Regions from separate parts of the Canis lupus genome. Here region 1 is linked to region 2. Evidence: chromatin contacts called from public Hi-C data. All regions are on one chromosome and are shown on one strand. The core of a region is the stretch at or near the end of the contact, and the rest is flanking DNA. Distances in the headings are between cores, read along the strand shown. Region 1 overlaps SLC39A10 (zinc transporter ZIP10). Region 2 holds the start of SLC39A10 (zinc transporter ZIP10).

Region 1 (6,268 bases), core at 3,426-5,925, 63 kb after region 2:
TAAATACATCGGGGTATATCTCTAAAAGACAAGGACTCTATTTTTCTTTTAAGCATAATACTAATATCACATGAAAAAAAATTCCTTACTATCAAATATCAGTCATTATTAAAAATGTCCTGATTATCTCATATTTCTTTTTACAATTGGATTCTTGAAATTAGGAACCAGGGAGACTTCCATAATGAAATGCTGTATTTTCAATGTTTACTTAGCTGTGAATTCTAGATGAGAAGACTTGAAGTGCTTCAAAAGACATTCCTTGACAGATACTAATTAGGAAAATAATTAAAAAGATTATTTTCTACGTAGTCACTAGAGGTTTCCAGTTTGATCTTCATTTCAGTAGCAGAAATGCCACCTGGCCTGACACAGGCACTTGAGCCCTCTGAACCTAAAGTCATATACACAGATTTCTAAACTTTTAGGCTTTCTGACTTTGTCTTTCAACCTTTGGTCAAAATCCTAAGGGACATAATTATATGTTGGATCTGTACTTAATTAATAGGAACCATTCTCTAGGATCTGGTCTTTGATCTAGTCTTCGGATAGACCAATTCCCCAGGGACCTAATAGAGTAGAGTGAGTTGGAAATTCAGATAATTCTCATGATACCTGATTTCCATTTCCTACTCCCTTTTTTTTATCTATACCAATGTAAAAGCAAAATTAGAACATAAAAGATGATACAGATGGTTCATCACATCTGTCTTTGATGGTTCCCATGTAATAAAAAGGTTTATAAAAGAAAATATCTCTGCTGAAGAGTTTGGTTATTTGGCAATCAGTATCAACCGGAAGGGTCAAGATACCTTCCATCTACACTTGTAACATTGCTAATAAATCAGGTATCCTAACACAAAACTCTAAAGAACTGGGAAACATACAGGAAGAGGCTCACGCTGGAATCATACTCAAAAGTAGCCACTCTATTTTGTGCAAATTCTAGAGAGTTCAAGTTCAGAGTAATAGTCACACAGGCATACACACAATTCTTTGTAAAGATTTATGATGGTTGTTGTGGACTCTGCCTTGAGAGGATTAAAGGTTCCTATTCTGGGTCTCCCAGGACGTAGCCCACGCTGCCTCCAGTGAGCCTGGGAAGTGTGAGTGGAGGGGATTTGGTTGTGGTCTTGTATAAAGCTGACAGTGCCGTTCTCGTGATTCAGCACTGCTATCTTTATAGCATCAGAAAAACATTCTTGTTAGCAAAAACCGATTTGGCCCTTCATTTCTTAAAACAGGATTTGAGAATTTAGCAAGTACATCTTCTCTCTCTCTCTCACACACACACACACACACACACGCATGTGATAAATAGCTTAGTGGTTTAAGATCAAGGGCTTTGAGCTTAGACGGTGGGTTTGCGGTTTAGCAGATGTCCCCCCAGTTGGGCAAGTTACAGGATTTCTCTGCAGTAATTTTCTTAGCAGTGAAATGGGTATGATGAGAGTAGACGGGGTTGTTGTGAGAATCATGTAAGAAAATGTCTGTAAAATGCTTAGGAAAGTTCTGATGCCTAGTAAACATTCAGTAACTGTTCGTTAGTGGTGCTAGTAACAGCATTAGGATAGAGAAATTATAAAAATGTTATAACCTTTACCAAATCCCACCACTATGAACGTAGTTTATTTCTCCAAATCTCATTATATGTTCTATAGTGTTATACCTGGCGTTCCACTCATGCACAACAGTTCTTCAAGGCACTTTTTTGGGGCCTGAGGGGACCTTGCTGGTAACCACAGCTCCTGCAGCCCTTTGTCTTGAGGAGTTTGGTTAGGGATAAAACACAATTAAAGGCACACAGAGAAAGGGGTAAGGGGGATTTTAAAATTGACTGGAACCATAAAGGAAAGAAATAGTATATACTGAGAAGAGGGAGAAGTGGTAAGTTAGGGGAAGAGGGCTCTCGAGATAAGGAAGGCCTCTTGGAGAAAGTGAAACCTAAAGGATGAGAAAGTTTCTGGTAATCTAGATTATCCTTTTTAGCTGCAGAATATTTTACCCTATAGATACACCATGAAAATTACTCTTATTTAAGGAAAATCAAATTTCTGATCAGATGCAATTAATGTTGGAAAATCAACAATGATATTCTGTTGTAAGCAGTATTTTCTGAAATTCCATCGTAGGCCCTACTAACAACCTTTTGCTAGGTAATTGGTGATAATTGTGACAGGGACCTTACTGTTGCTTTGATTATACCTTATTAGGTGTCAGGGACTTTACAAAGTATTTTAAATGCCTACATTATCTTATTTACTTGTATTAGTTTATTTAATCTTAAAAGCAACCCTGGAGTAGTTCTGGTAAACTATGACAGATGGAACACGGGTGTTTATGTTTTTCTCAACTAAAAGATCACAAAAATGAAGTAAAGAAATGGCAAAGATACAGCAATAGAGAAGATAATGGGCAAGAGTAATAAACAGTTTGAAAGATAGAGAATGATGAACTATTTTTCCTTAGAGAATTTAGTCCTTGGGAATGGGAATAGCAGGAAGAAGGAAGCCCTTGGGGGTGCTGAGTTGTAGCACTGGGCCCCTGTGAAGAAGGAGGTGATCCATATATCTGGAAATAGGAAGATGTTGAAAATCGAGGGGATCCCGGAGGGGCTCAGCAGTTTAGCCGCCTTTGGCCCAGGGTGCGATCCTGGAGACCTGGGATCGAGTCCCACGTTGGGCTCCCTGCATGGAGCCTGCTTCTCCCTCTGCCTCTCTGTGTGTGTGTGTGTCTCTCATGAATAAATAAATAGATTCTTTAAAAAAAAAAAAAAAAAGAAAAAAGAAAAGAAATCTGATGTAAAGGAGCAGACTCCCTGATCTCCTAGATATGAGTGTGTGTATTTAAGAGAGTTAAATCCTGGCCTTCCTTATTGAAAGTCAATAGCAGAAATCTAAAATTGATGAAATAGCAGGGTAAGTATATCATTTTAAAACATGGACATAATTCCCTGGAGAAAAGCTGAAATAATGGAAGGTTTTGTTCCAGGAGGTAAATTCCGGAGTTGGAGATATACTGCTGTTTCTGTTCTAATTTTTTTTTAATTGTAGTTAAATATATATAATAAATATCATTTTAGCCATTTTTTTAAGGTCTGACACTCAGACAGAAAGGTTTTATTGACTTGTATTTATGAGTAGATGAAGGAGAGCCCATTAAAAAATTCTACTTTTTTTCTTGCTAGCATCTAAGATATTGCAAAATAAAATCAAATGGGTTTAATCAATATGGTAGGGTTTGTTGGGGTAAATTATACACAAAATTTACCATTTTAACACTTCAGTTGCATTAAAGTACATTCACAGTGTTGTACAGCCATCAACACTATCCATTTCCAGAATTTTTTCATCATCCCAAATGGAAACTGTACCCATTATGCCTTAATTCCCCATTCTCTTCCTCACCCTCTTCCCCCACCCACCACGTGGTAACCTCTGTTCTGGTACTTTCTGCTTTGATGAATGTGCCTTTTCTAGGTATCTCATACCAGTGGAATCATAAGATATTTGTTTTTGTGTCTGACTTACTCCACTTAGCATAATGTTTTCAGGATTCATTTGTATTATAGCACGCCATTTCTTTTTGAAATTTAAAGCTAATGTTAATGTATTACTCTCATAAAAATAGAAAGTAAAACAAACAAAACCCTGCAAAATAGTGCTCAGTTTTTAGGTATTGAACTCGAAGCTGAACGATCAGGCTTTAAGAAGGGTGTTTCAAGGCCATAGCTAGGACGTTAACAGAGCGGGGGTCCAGTTTCATTTTCTCTCCTTGACCCTTATCAGAGCTCTTTGTTTAATCCACGATTGCTTCACACGTGGATTATTGCTGTAACAGCTTCCCAGGGTATTCATTTTCTATTTCTGTTGTAACACGTTACTTCAAACTTGGTGGCTTAGAACAAGTTCATTATTAAGTTCTGTAGGTCGGAGGTCGGACATGGTCTCACTGGGCCGCACTCCTTCTGGAGGGACCCATCTCCCTGCCTTTTCCAGCTTCTGGAGGCCACCCACATTCCTTAGCTTTTGGCTTTCTTTCTCCAGCAACATTGCATCACTCTGACTGAACTTCCACGGTCACATCACCCTCTGATTTTCCTGTTTCTACTTTTGTGATTAAATTGAGCCTGCCTGGGATCCCCAGGTGGCTCAGCGGTTTAGCGCTGCCTTCGGCTCAGGGCATGATCCTGGGGACCCGGGATCGAGTCCCACGTCCGGCTCCCTGCATGGAGCCTGCTTCTCCCTCTGCCTGTGTCTCTGCCTCTCTCTATCTCTCATGAATAAATACATAAAATCTTAAAAAAAATTTGAGCCTAATTTGGGATCCTCTCCCCTCAAGGTCAGCTAACTGACAACCTAATTCTATCCCCAGTCTCTGCTTTCCTTTGCCATGTAAACTAACATTCACGGGTTCCAGAGATCAGAATGTGGGTATCACTTGTAGGGGGTGTGGGAGGCCTTCTTCTGCCTACCAAGCTGATCCTATTGCCTACTTCCCTCTTGCCTGTGATCTTGACACTTGCTTAAGATCCTTGGGCAGCTCTTACAGCCTCCAGGGCAGCGTTCAGACTCTCTGTATGGCCCACAAAGCCCTGCCTTACCGGTCCTGTCTCCTCTCTTCCAATCTCCCGTGTCAAAAACACACGTCAACACCCTGGGTTTCAGTTCCCCAATTGAGAACCATACTTGTACTCATTTCACCCGTCTGCTTGCATTGCTCTGCCCCCTGCCCTTTAATCGGCTCTGTCTTACTCATCCTTAAGTCAGACCTTCTAAAAAAAAAAAAAAAAAAAGTCAGACCTTGCATATCACTTCCTTTTTGAAGGCATGTTTGCTTTGATTGCCATAGCAACCCAGACCCCTCTCTCTCTCTCTCTGTGTGACTATCATAAATAAATAAAAATTTAAAAAAAAATAATAAAAAAAAATAAATTTGCTGGGATATATTTGCCTGCACCTGACCAAGTCTTCGTTGATGAGCACGTTAATAGCTCGCTTTAACATGACTGATCAAACTTGTTAACATATAATTGATTCTGCTTAATTTTTAATATAACTCTACTGGTATAAATAAATACTTGAACAACTACATCAAATCACCATAAAGAGGGGAAAGCTTTCAACTAAATGTATAACCAGATTGGCTAATTAACTTTCTAATTTAAGAGACTGTGGAATAAACATCTCCCTTGGAATTGATTCAAGCCAGTCAAGCTGAAAGATAAAGCAAAAAAGAACAAATGTTCACATTACAAGTATCTTGAAATGTTTTTATGCTATTCTCTATTCTCTATTCCATTTAAAATTTCCATTGACCTGCAACATTTACAGACTGAAAACCAGTTTATGGTTCTACAGATTTCTAAAAAAAAATTATCAATCTTTACAGAGAAACTAATATAGGTATCCTCACAAAAATTGGGACAGACTTGATATAAGGAGGGAAGGTATTGCAAGGGTTAAGGCTGTAGTCTCCAGATCGACTGTCTGGACTGGGGTCCTGGGTCTGCCCCATGCTGTGTAACTGCCTCAACTTTCTTCATCTGCGAAATGGGCATAATGATATTTACCTTGCAGGGCTGTACAGGGATAAGTTATATTTAACTCATTTAAACCACCTGACACATTTTAAACTATGCATTTTCCCATATTTAGGGTGGGAAGAAACACTGTGAAACCTAATTGCCTAGAGAAAGCAACTGTCACGGTAATTGGAATGAAACCTGAGTTGATGAAATCATTGGAAGCTGTAGGTGAGATCATCTATGGGGAAGCAAGCCAAGCATAGTAGGTTCTTAATTATTGGCTACCGCCAGAATCATTCCCCCAAAAACATTCCCCCAAAAACATTTAGCTTCTCTAAAGATGTGAAATGGTTAGAAGAGTTGGTCCATGGCATTCTGTGAAAAATGCAAAAGTGGCTTATTCCAGTAAAAATAAAATATAATTTGGACTTTAGTTAGAAACAGCGCAAGAAAAATTTAGAAATCCCTAAAAGCTACTCTGTTTTGACAATTCATTTATTACCTTCTCTGATGTTTAGAATTCTGCTGTATTCCTGCTGTCAAATTTTTAATAAATAAAGGTAAGCAATGTTTGTTAAGCTAAACCTAGTGTATCTTGATTTTTAAAAGATATATTGATTGTTTTCATAAGTGTCATTTGTGAGACGGGTCTCATTAGTTGGAATCTCTAGGCAAGGTTTGAAACCTCTCATGTGATGACATTTTAAGTGAATTTTAAAAATGAGTTTATTAATTTTAACT
Region 2 (6,500 bases), core at 1,253-3,752:
AGTTCATTATTCCTAGTTCATATCTACAAAAGCAGAGAGTGCTTTTGTGGTAACCCCCATGGGTTAGAGAGAAATTTTCTTTCCCCCAAACCCTTGCCACTGTCTACTCAACATCGTTGTTCCTAACTGGAGGAACAATGTCTGAAGCCAAACAGCAATTAGCCCTGGAGCTGGGCAATCTGACCCAACCCGTGCTGGAAAACACAATGTTTACTTAGAAAGTAGAAAGAAGCCTGGCTGGCGAGGAGAGACTTCCCAAATATCAACCAGAGCTCTTGTTATTCTTTCTTTCTGCATGTCTATTCCACATTGCTCTCTTGCCATGGGACAACTCCCAAGCCAAATATCTGTGATTCTGCAAATCTAATTCCATTCCCATCATTGACCTGTGATGTTTGCGCTTTATATCAAAAGTCTTAAATATAATTAACTTGGCCTAACCTATGGGTTGACTTGCATAGTGGGTCTCCACACATTGGTCCTTGTCTCCTATAGCCAGAGGAGTAGGGTCATCTGAGATAATCATGGATGACTAGGCCCATCTGTTTAGCAGGGTTTGTGGGTGGGAACAGATTCTTTTAGAAGGGGATGTAGGCAGAAAGGCAATTTTATACTTCTCTTCCCAGAAAAATCCCAGAGGTGAAAAGGATAGGGAAAAAATGGCCCTGGAATGTAAAGATAAAAGAAAAAACTGGATTCAAAATTAGGCTGTGTGACTGACCATAGATGTTTGTTCTACTCACTATTTTAACCTTAAAATCTCTGGAATTTGCTTTTAAAAACACCAAAATACTACTTCAAGGAGAACTATCACAGAAGAAAACAATCTTTGATCATAATCTAGAACCTAAAAAGATATTTTTATGCTCACTGTAGCCCAGGTGTTGGAAAGTGTCAACCCATGGCTAAATTTTATGCCTTTTTTTTTTTTTTTTTTTTTTTTTGCACACTATTACTTCCTCAAAACGACTTTAAAATTGAAAGGACTAAGAGAATACCTCAATAGAATTTCTCCCAGCAACAGGGCATTTCACTCTGAGGTAAATAACCCATTTGAGCTTCCAGATTTCCAAAAAGGTGGTAGAGGTTCCCATCCCATCCATCCCTGGCCTAGCCCTGATATATTCACTGGAAAGGGGGAAGTTTTTCAGTTCTCACCAGTAGCCATGGCGCCAAAGAAAGAAGAGAGTGTGGGCATCAATGAGAGCAGTGCAACCAAAATTCTGTTGGGCAAGGGTAACAGAGCTGGAATGAGCCGGGCTTCTCTTGACTCCCTAATCCCGCCCAAGGCTCACTTTGACCCAAAAGACCATCTAACTGATCACTATTTTAAATGTGAAAGAAGATCTAAAAGGACTCTTTTAACTCCCACCATCCCCAACCTGGAGCGGATTGGGCTGAAGGCACCAAAATTTCCCCTGAGGCATGGAAATCGCACCAAAGTTTATCTTGATGGCTCCAATACTTGAATTCAGAACCTTTTGCCTAGACTAGACCAGATTTCAAAAAACCCTAAAATGAAGTTGAACAAAAGAAAAATATAAGGAACAGAGAGACAAACACTTTTTAAAACAATGTTACTTGGCCTGTAGCTAATTCTGATTTTAGTTTTAAAAAAAAAAAAAGCCCACAAAGGCCAGTGATGGTTAAAACTAGAGTTAAAAGAAAGAAGAGAAGACTTTAGATATAAAGGCAGAATTTTTTTTTTGATCAACATTTCATGTAGCAGCTCCTACACGGCCTTCCCATTTCTCAATAGCTTTGATTTGTGGAAATAAGGGTTATGCAATTTCCACACATTGTGCTCCAATCACAGCATGTAGGCAACAATAAAAAGCAAACAACTAGATGCACTCAAGGCTGGAGATTTTGATAAGCTTTTCTTTTCATTCCACAAGGGTTTTTAACTTGATATTTTTCTGAGGCAACTGAGATATTCTTATTGAGCTTTAATGGGATATACATGAATACTGGGAAGCATCTCATTTTCTTCAATGTATCTATGGCAGCAGCCCTGGTTAATCTAGTTGTGAAAAATTAACCGAAAAGAAATTATTGGACTATGAGAATTCCACAGTTGACAGATTGTTGGTCTTTCTCTTAAAAAAAAAAAAAAAAAGAAGAAGAAAAGAAAAAGAAAAAAAGAACTATGCCATCTGTTTACAAAAGATGAGAAATGTTGAAAAAAATTATTTCCCTTAGGGCATAATGCTACAGCCATTTAGAGAGAGGTCTCTGGCATTTTCAGTGAGGCTTTGGTAGGAGGAACGAGACAGCATCAGGTCTGCACAGTCGTTGACTGAGAAAAACACAGATGATTTCCTCTGGTCCTTATTTTAGTTTTACTCTTTGAACTTCCAGCAGTTTATTTATTATTGTTGTTGTTATTTTTAATTGGGGACAGATTGTTTTAGGAATCATCTTGGTTCCTTTTTTGAAGTTGGGTTTTTTTTGGTTTTTTTGTGTTTTGGTTTTTTTTTTTTTTTTGAGACTGGTTTCTAAAGTGCTCCACCTCCACCACCTGTCACTCTACGGAGGGCTACGACTTGAGGGCACTCACCAGTTCTGAGCTCAGCTGCGGACTGGATGGTGAAGGGCAGCGGCAGAAGGAGGTGGAGGTTCAGATCTGGAGGTAGGTGGCAATACAGTCTTTCAAAATAAAAATCCCCAGGCTGCAGCTCTCTGATAAATTTCCATACACTCTGTGCACCTAGAGAAATAAAACTAATCTACCAAATGTAATTCTCTCAGAAGGATTTTCTCCTTACATACAAAACCCTGGGATATTTACGTCCTCACCCCATCATTTCTATGTGATTAATCATATGTTGGTCACCTGTCACTAGATGGCATCCTGTAGTGTTTCTTAACAGCAGCTAACTAAGTTGGCAAAATTACAGCGTGGGCCATTTTTCTGTATTTTCTTCTTTGGTGTGGATCTAGAGAGTCTAAATTGGATACTGGATATTTCATCTTTATTTGCTTTATGGGTTTGGTTTTGTAAAATTTGTATATGCTTGAGATTCTTCTTCTCAGTGTGTCTTGCTAGGACATTACCTCAATGATTCTGAGTCTTAAATAAAGAATAAATTTCTGCTTCCTCTAAATTTTCTTCCAAGTCACACACACAAATATTTACTCTTAGAGACTTTGCAGAAATAAAATAAAGCTCAACACGTCCAGGATCTTTACCTCGACATGCAGGCAGAACAAGATCTACCTATGAAATCTTGTTTTATCCAAGCATGGCCAGTTGCCAGTTGGAATCTATTCACAGATAAGCCAGGTTGATGGGAATAATATAAAAATGATCAGTTGATGCTTTCAGAAACCTGTGATATTTATAAAGGAAATATAATAACAATAAATAAGGAAAACTGTCACAAATAAGAGTTAATGGTCATAGTCTTCTACTTTCCAGATGTGACAGGTAATTATGACCATTTTCCCCCCAGTTTTATTGAGAAATAATTGTTAATGATTATTTTTATTTGTTTTATTCCAAACAACCATATGTTACTGAAGAATGGAATCTAACTTTCATGTTGTCAGTAAAATAAGACAAATCTTTCTACATTTCAATTATGATTTAATGACCTGAAAATTTGTAAACAATAGCAATGTATTATTGATGATAAAATGTATTATTTGGAGTTAGGCTAACAAGATAAATGACAGATCAGATGATAAGATAGCATCTAATACAGTACTTGATATTCTAAATGTCTAAAATCTATAGTATTAATTTTCTATTTTCATTTACTAGTTTACTATCTGGAAAGATGGTTCTCCTTCAATTTATCTTTTTATTTTATTCTATTAATTCATTCAACAAATATTAGCTGAATACCTATGTTGGATTAGATGGCTAGAGATGCAAAAATAAATAAGACACTAAATTTGCCCTCAAAAAGTTTTTAGTTCTTTGTGTTGTTAAGCATCCATATAGTAAGTTTCAGAATCAATCAGCGGGAGTAGGAGGAGGAAGGAGAGAAGGAGAGCAGAGAGAGAAAGAAAAAGAGGAAGTGCAGAGTCTTAGATGAAGCAACCAGAAGTACGATTCTAGTCACAGCTCTGCTAGTGGACTCCCTGGAGCTCCCTCATTGTATGTGTAAATGAAATAATTTTACATAAAAGTGTTTTGTAAACTGTAAAATACTTTTTAAATGTACAGCTTTTTAAAGCTTTCTAATTTCTTCCTGCAAGAACCCCACAGTTTTCAAATAGAGCTTTGATCTTGTAATCAAGTCTTACTTCCTTTTAATTTACCCTCTACTTTAAAATTCCAACTGCATAAATAAACCCCATTAAATTACCAACTCCTCTTGTAACACAAAACAGAAACACTATGATCTTGGAGAGTGAAAAGGTAGGAGGCTAAACTAAAGAGCCCTGTGATCACATCAGACTCTGAGACATTAAGACTCTGCAATGATCACTTTCTCACCTTCTACTCTAACTCTTGCTCCTTCCCCTTGGATTCCTGCAGATGAGAAATGGAATCGCCAGCACATTCTATTACAGGAACTCATGCGGGATAAAGAGACCTCTTGAAAGTTTCATTCTGGTCCTATAACTTTACCTCTTTTACACTTTGACGGTAGAAAGGAAATAAAGTCCTAGTTAATGGATGGGTTTAGGAGATTCAGTGAAATACCACCTATTTTTACAGTTATTCAATAGTTTTGCAAAATGCTTCTCAGTTTTGAGTATGGCCAGTCATTTCATATTCTCTGATACAGAAGTCAGAGAACTTCCTTTTCCACAGATTGTATGCAGAAATCAATATGTAAGAAACTCCATACTCAAATATATTTAAGACCCCAATGAAAAATACAAAAAATGGTGTCCTTTGTCAAGTCCTTGACTGGCTCTGGATGGGTAGAGAGGTGTATTATCTTAGTTTCCTAGACTATTATCCGAAGGTTTTGCCTTTTATTTTGTTACTGTATTAAGTTGCATTTTTAGTATGATGACAGCTTACCAATAAAGATAATCTTCTAATTAAGCATTTGGGCTGAAGATAGCCCCTCAATATATCAGTATATCCTTATTTGAAATAGTCTTATTTCATTGAGAAAATAGAAAAAAAAGTTACATTCTACCTGTAGAAATTTATACCTATCCTTATTTTGAATGATTAGTTTTATTCTAGAATATTTATTTGCTATCCAATATGGGCTGGGAGAAAACTTGAAAGGTTGGAACTGAAAGGTTAGAGACAGAGATATCCATTTACCATATTGTTTTCTGGCTTCTCCTTCCTTTTTTAGGTTTATGACATTTTTCTCTTTAAAATATTAATTCAAGCCAACGAGTGTCTTAGGAATGGCTTATTAGTATTTGTGCATAAGAAACCTAGAAAATAAAAATCTGCATCATCAGTTCCAAAGATCATAGCATTTAAGTCTTTGGCCATCATTTTATTTGGGTAAAAAGATGTTTTCTATCACAAAAGTGTATGCACCTACATTTAGCCATGGACAAAACGTCCCTGGAAAGAAGCAGAGATTTTTTAAAAAATTATTTTGGGAAAGTGTGCTGAGGCTTTTCTCTAAAAATAAAATGGCATTTCATCAGCACTGGTCATTTTGTAGCCACATTTGACAAATGATCACAGATGCTCATAAAAATCTAAAAGGAACTGTGTGTTGTTCTCCTCTGACACGGCAAAATATCTTTCCTTTAACTGCATTTTAAAACAAAAACAAACTTTACCACTTTGATTAAAGAGAATACAGGAAGCCATAGGGTCCCACCCAGAGTTCCTGCATTCAAAATGTCCTCACGGGGAAGAAGGTTGAGGTGTTTTTAAGAACAGAACTTTCATGTTTCTGTCTCTAAACAATGGCGCTTCCTGTTTTGACCTCTAACCATGCTAAGCTATCCAAAAGTAAGATGATGGACTTCTCCTTTTTACCCAGTGAAGAGCATTTGTACCTCTTCTCAGCGTATGTGATTAGAGTGAAGATTATCAAAGCTCAATTTCCCTGAGGTCCTGTACATTGATCTATGGTCTCCTAACAAAAGTTGGGATTTTCCAAAATTTATAGTTACCTAGCTATGAGCCTGGTAGTCAAGCCAAGAGAATATGCACTATTCTTCATCTCAAATATAGGTCAAAAGCTGCATGTTGCCTCTAAATGTCTCCAGTGTTTTACTAAAAAAAAATTATCAACAGCCCTTAATAGTCAGGACTCTGTGATTGCCTCCTTTAAGACACCTTCTTTCAAAAGAAAGAGAGAGAAAAAGAAAAGGTGAGGAAGGAAGAAAGAGGAAAGAAAACAGAAAAGAAGGAAAAGAGAAAATAGGAGGAAGGGAGGGAGGAAGGAAGGAAAGAAAGAAAAATTAAAATAGAGCGAGAAGGCCATCACTTCAAAGTGATGCCAGACTGGCTGAGGCTCCAAGAGGGAGGGCCTTAGGCCTCTCACCAAGAAGATTCTTGGCTTTGGGCAAGAAAGAATTCAAGAGCAAGTCATTTGGAAAGAGAGACAAAGATT

Evidence for each region. A called contact is a pair of places that touch in the nucleus more often than the background predicts.
Region 1: a Hi-C map of blood shows a contact between it and region 2, with 2.7 times the contacts expected there. The contact joins the enhancer-like site here to the promoter of SLC39A10 in region 2. A contact is called at or near these places in 2 of 9 Hi-C or Micro-C datasets (amygdala and blood).

The regions. Positions count from the first base shown.
Region 1 is chr37:5,319,361-5,325,628 of UU_Cfam_GSD_1.0, forward strand. The region is part of intron 1 of SLC39A10 (zinc transporter ZIP10); the gene reads left to right. Among named protein-coding and RNA genes, the nearest start is that of SLC39A10, 62 kb to the left of the region's middle. Within about 2 kb of position 4,676, at least 6 of the 20 cell types and tissues checked have an H3K27ac peak or open chromatin away from gene starts, as enhancers often do. A contact at or near this core is called in blood, where this site is marked.
Region 2 is chr37:5,258,092-5,264,591 of UU_Cfam_GSD_1.0, forward strand. SLC39A10 (zinc transporter ZIP10) reads left to right here and starts at 2,503. Exons shown (of 10, transcript XM_038585209.1): 1 at 2,503-2,632. The coding sequence starts at 2,587.